Linked DNA regions of Zea mays: region 1 is linked to region 2. A link is a contact called in public Hi-C data. All regions are on one chromosome and are shown on one strand. Each heading gives the region's core, a stretch centred on a gene start, on an enhancer-like site or on the middle of the called end of the contact. The rest is flanking DNA. Distances are from core to core; before and after follow the strand shown. Region 1 holds the start of LOC100276811. Region 2 holds the start of LOC103653698 (protein trichome birefringence-like 33).

Region 1 (2,700 bases), core at 69-2,568, 190 kb after region 2:
TCAGTACCCGCTTGTCTCAATCTCAATTATGTCCATTAATCAGAGGGTTTACCTGTGTTTTCGTATCTATAGAGAAGTACGACTCTGAACAAGCTTTGAAGACCATATCACAGAATGATGCACATACAACAGGAGGTCCAGGCCTGATACCCACTCGTGGATCGCATATTGAGCACTCAAGCAATTCCCACAAATGAATACATTCTTGACTGCCTTCACCAGCCAATGCAAGGTTTCTTACTGAGACCAGAGCAGGAAATGTCTGCATCACATCGCAACATGTTTTCTGACGGAATATCCTACACAGTGCTAGATCTCTGCGCCCCTTGGGTGCTCTTCCAGGAGGCTTGCCTTCAGATGAAAAGGCAGGGAACCGTCCACCTGGTGAAACACACACACCTTTTGGTTGTCCTGGGGAAAAAAAGATAGACAGCAAAATACGTGAAATAAACCAATGGACTATCGCCACCACAGTTATCTACTGAGAAATTACAAGCCTCGTATATCTTAACAAGGAGGAATCGTTCAATCTGCAACCACAATATTCATATATAACCAAGCTAATCTGCATTGCCCATCAGTCTTACTAACAGCCGGCAGTAGCATCAAGAACACGAGCTATATAACAGTAAGGTAAACAAAGCCTGTTGCCGTACAGCTCAAGTCAATACAGTATATAACAGAACCTGAAACAGTAAAGTTTTCACTTGATATGATCATAGCTTATCTAACAGTTCCTTTCCAAACCTGTCCTCTGCGTTATGAATTATGAAACTTCGCAAAATGCCAACAATAACTTCAAAGTAAGGCCTAAAGCGTGCACAGGTAGCCATCTGTAAACTGGCATTCCTCGTTTTGCTATAGTTTCAACTTTTAACTCCAAGACTAATTAAATCTACATAGCAAAGACAATTGGAGGGATCAAATACATGACCAGCAAGGACAGGGTCCACTGAAAAGGCAACAAGAATCTCTAGCAACGCATGCGAAAACATAGGGGGAGGGGGGGGGACACTTCCCTCCACCGATTAAGTTCACGAAACCAATAATATGCAGAAAATAAAAATGAGATCTCGAGGACTCGCAGGAGCGGCGACTGTTCGTACCAGCTGACACGGGCGGCGAGAGGAACAGAAGCACCAGGAGGAGAGTGAAACCGGTCGTCCTCCGAACCCGCGTAGGAGAGCCCATCGAAGCAACCTGCCCGCCGGCCGCCGGCGTGCTGCGGCGACGAATGGATGCGCTTCGCGGCGACGCGGCGTCTGTGACTTCGAGATAGACCGTAGAAGTCAACAGGCTCCCCCGGTTCGAGCGAATGGGCCGAATGCGACCGGAAGCCCAACATAAAAAAAACGGCCCAGTTTTGTGCTTTGCTCGCTATGATTAAAGATAGCCCATGTTTGTTTGGGATTTTTCCAGGTTTTGGCCACCAAAAGCTGCTGCAGATCGCCAAACGCTCTAGCTTTTTAGCCAGCTTCTATAAAAATCGCTTTGGTAAAAACCGTCCAAAATCAACATGAACACAAAATCGATCGAATTGTCATGATAGTAGGAATATGTTGCTTTCTAGATCCTGAACCATTTGGACCACTTCATCTTCCTTCGCACGTAATCCACACAATACTCAGATTCTTCTCACAGCCAGATTCTCTCCACGGCCAGATTCTCAGAAAAGCTGGTCAGAGAAAAGCTAAACCAAACAGACCCATAGGAACGGCGACCCGATCCCCCGTTTCCCCGAATTTCTCGATTAGAACTAGTTTGGGAATCTCATTCTTTCAAATAATTTTCATTTTCCCAAGGAAAACTAGTTCATTTTTTCTTGGGAAAATTAAAATCCCTTGGAAAAATAGTGTTTCCAAACTAACCCTTAATAAATGGAGATGGGGAAAAAACTTTCCCCGCGGGGATATAAATAGGGAAAATTTATCCCCCGGCGAGTAAACGGGGATGGGGACGGGGAAGTATTCTCCATCATCGTTCCTCGCGGGGACCCGTTAAATTTGCACGTGACGATATCTTTGTGTAGTAGTTAACGATAAAAATAAATAATTACCTTGTCAAAAGATCGCTAATTGTACAAATGTGTTCATTTTAATGTATGCATAATAATTTTTTACATATGACAATGTGTATAAGTGACAATGTTTTACATTAATGTTGGGGACCATAATTAGGGGTACCCTCAAGACTCATAATTCTCAGCTGGTAACCCCCATCAGCATAAAGCTGCAAAGGCCTGATGGGTGCGATTAAGTCAGGGATCAGTCCATTCGAGCGACTCGATCATGCCTCGCCCGAGCCTAGCCTCGGACAAGGGCAGCCGACCCTGGGGGATTTCCGTCTCGCCCGAGGCCCCCCTCCAACGGCGGACACATCTCCGGCTCGCCCGAGGCCCTGCCTTCGCTAAGAAGCAACCCTGACTAAATCGCCGCACCGACCGACCGAATCGCAGGAGCATTTAACGCAAAGGTGGCCTGACACCTTTATCCTGACGCACGCCCCCCGGCAGAGCCGAAGTGATCGCCGTCACTTCGCCGCTCCACTGACCGGCCTGACAAAAGGACAGCGCCGCCTGCGCCACTCCGACTGCAGTGCCGCTTGACAGAGTGAGACTGACAGGCAGTCAGGCCCTGCCAAAGGCACCATAGGAAGCTCCTCTCCGCCCGACCCAGGGCTCGGACTCGGGCTAGGTCCCGG
Region 2 (2,884 bases), core at 100-2,599:
AAAAGGAATAAAGAAAAATGAACTCCTCGCGCTTTGGGCCGAATTTCATGCTTCCGGCCCACTCACCTCACCAGCCCACCGCGCCCTGCATCCTTGACCCTATGCGCCTCCTTCCCACTGACCGCCAGGTGGGCCTGTGGCCGCAGCCTCACTCCCGCCGCCAGTCGCTTTGTACGCGCCGTCTGTCTCTGGCATAGTGGGCCCGCCCTGACAGGGGCCTTCTTCTTCCCCAACTAATTTCCGCCATCCGCATGCTGGCATGGTCGAGATCCGCTTCGTCGGTCTTCTCCAGGCTTGCGTTGAAACTGATTCTCGCTTCTACTGTCACCTAGATCTGCGGCTCGGCCTCCGGGCTATAAAGACCAAGCGCGCCCGTGGAAAAAAAGAATAGTAGAGAGAGGGAGAGAGATTGCTGTCGTGGTGGCCTTGCAAGCGTACCAACACCGAGGTCTGGGCGTTGGGTTCGGGTGCTTCACCGAACCTTGGAGGTCACAACCGGGGTGTCACCTGGGCGGATTATGCTCCGGACCGCTAGCAATTACTCACCGGGTTTGAACACTGCCGCAGTTTCGCCATGGTGCGTGGACAGCCTGGTCGGCGCCCTAATCCTCGGTAAGATGCGCCTTATCAAGATCTCCTCGATCTCCTCTTCAGTTAGCACCTATCCGCACGGTAGTCGGGCACTAGAATGCGCGTGTGGGTTGCCCCGGCCATGGCGCCGTCGGGTATTGGGTCGCGCCGCCGCGACTATGGAGGGCCGCGGGGACGACGATCTCGCTACCGTCCGATTCCGAGTGAACGTCTACGATTAGATCGCAGGTACCGCTTCAACCTGATAGATCAGAACCGTCGACTCACAGATAGGTGGCCATGATTTAATCAAGCGTACCCCTTCGTCTCATAATGATCTGGTCGTTGATCGAGTAGTGGACGACAGGGATTATGTCGCGGATACCCCTTTCGGCTTTTTAAATCTCAGCCCTCTATTTCTGATCGGGAGGCTCAGTTATGCCGATACCCCTTTGTCATGGCTATTTTTTTAAAAGAGCCCTCCTGAAATTTGAAAACAAACCCGCAGTCCATCTGTATACAAAGATCATTAGGTCCTTTATTTCTCCAAACAACCCATGCACTTGTGAATATTAGCATACACAATCCAGAATTAATAGGGATATCTGTACTAACTATTAAGGGGGCAGTGTAGACTGCCCCCGCTCTCTACCCCACGCACAACTGTCTCCCGCACCGCACGACCAGCCGTCCTCTACACGCCCGCGCGCAGCGGACGCCGCGAAACCCTCGCTCCCTGCCCGCACCCGCAACAGCCTCCCGCACCCAGCCAGCCCCTTCCCCAGCAGCAGTCTCCAGCCGCAGCCATGGCCAAGCCACCGCCGCCCACCTCCACCTCCGACCCCGCGCTCCCCACCACTGCTACAACCACCTCGTCGGCCCCCAAGTCGTCGTCTCGCCCTAGGCCCCGCCCCCGGGGCCTCCTCGATGCGCTCGCAGCCTCCGCGCGCTCCCTCCTCGCCTCGGCGCGTCGCTCCCCGGTCACCACGCTAGCCGCCGCCTTCTTCCTCCTCGCGCTCGTCATGTACGGTGAGGACGCCCGCACCATCGTCGAGCTCTCCATCGACGACTACCTCTACCCGGACGCCGACCTCTACAACGTCTCCGGCCTGCCGCCCCTCGCGCTGCCCCCGCTCACCTGCGACCTCTCTCGCAGCAAATGGGTCTTCGACAACGTCTCCGTTCCGGCGTACCGGGAGAAAGACTGCACCTTCCTCACCAAGCAGGTCTCCTGCCTCCCCAACGGCCGCCCCGACGACATGCGGCAGTACTGGAGATGGCAGCCCAACGAGTGCTCCCTCCCCACGTACGTCTTCCTTCTCCTCCAGATCGCATCTTCCATGCTCAGTTGGCCAGTTGTGTGATTCGATTGATTGACAAGAAGGTCACGGTCGTGGTGTCGCCGACGCCGTCGTCGTGGCGGGCGGAAGAGCTCGGGGCGGCTAGCAAGCTGAGCCCGCAGGCCAAGCGGAAGGTGGTGACCAGGCTGGCGTCCCTGCTGCCGCTCGCAAGCTGATCAACATCGAACCAAGAGGAGGGACTCTCTCCGTCCGGCTCCAAAAAGTTTTCCCTTTTCCCCTCCAGAAGATTTCTATTTCCCCCGCGTTCGTCGATCCGTCCGAGGGCCGGCTCCAGGTGTTTTAGCGGTTTTCCGGCGCCTCGGAGCAGAGAGTGAAAAAAGAGAGAGAGAGAAACGCCTCCCTTTTTCCGTCGAATTTTTTTCCTTTGTTTTGTTCCTGCGAAAGAACAAAATTTTCAGTTGTCCGCGGCCGGGGGAACGGGAGGAATCTGGGCAGATTTGGGTTCCCTGTCCTCTGTTCTTGGGAGGGAGGGAGAGAAACTGTGAATCATCACTACTGCTATGATCTATAAAAGCGGTTGAGTACTGTATCGTGTTCATCAGGTCATGTGAGGCCTGTGACTTCAATTGAAAGTACCATAATTACTCTGCAACCACTATTTCTGTTTGTTTGTTGCTGTTCTCTACATATACTCCTGCTAGGTCTGGATCAAAAGCAAGCAGCTCAGCCAGAAGCCGACCATTGTTTTTGGTATACCGGCTTCTAATACTTATACAAGATTTTTATCTTTATACATTACTGCCGAAACAGTCCAAATAGCCTCTAACCTCCTGCCATTGTTGCAAACACAAGCAGGGCATTCAGTTGGTGCTATCAGGAGCTATGCAAGCAGAGGATATAAAGGAGCCATGCAAGCTTTTAGTGGTGCTATCAGGAGAAGCTGCAAAAGAATATGCTGGTACTGCTCTTGTCTTTACGCTGATTTAACCTTCTGCGACTTAGAAACAGGAAGC

The links. A called contact is a pair of places that touch in the nucleus more often than the background predicts.
Region 1: a Hi-C map of endosperm shows a contact between it and region 2, with 2.6 times the contacts expected there. The contact joins the promoter of LOC100276811 here to the promoter of LOC103653698 in region 2. A contact is called at or near these places in 3 of 25 Hi-C or Micro-C datasets (ear, endosperm and tassel).

Annotation. Positions count from the first base shown.
Region 1 is chr4:134,724,486-134,727,185 of Zm-B73-REFERENCE-NAM-5.0, forward strand. LOC100276811 reads right to left here and starts at 1,319. Exons shown (of 4, transcript NM_001150521.2): 1 at 1,107-1,319; 2 at 53-411. The coding sequence starts at 1,191.
Region 2 is chr4:134,537,786-134,540,669 of Zm-B73-REFERENCE-NAM-5.0, forward strand. It overlaps LOC103653698 (protein trichome birefringence-like 33), which reads left to right and starts at 1,350. Exons shown (of 1, transcript XM_020552170.2): 1 at 1,350-2,588. The coding sequence starts at 1,377. The coding sequence ends at 1,934.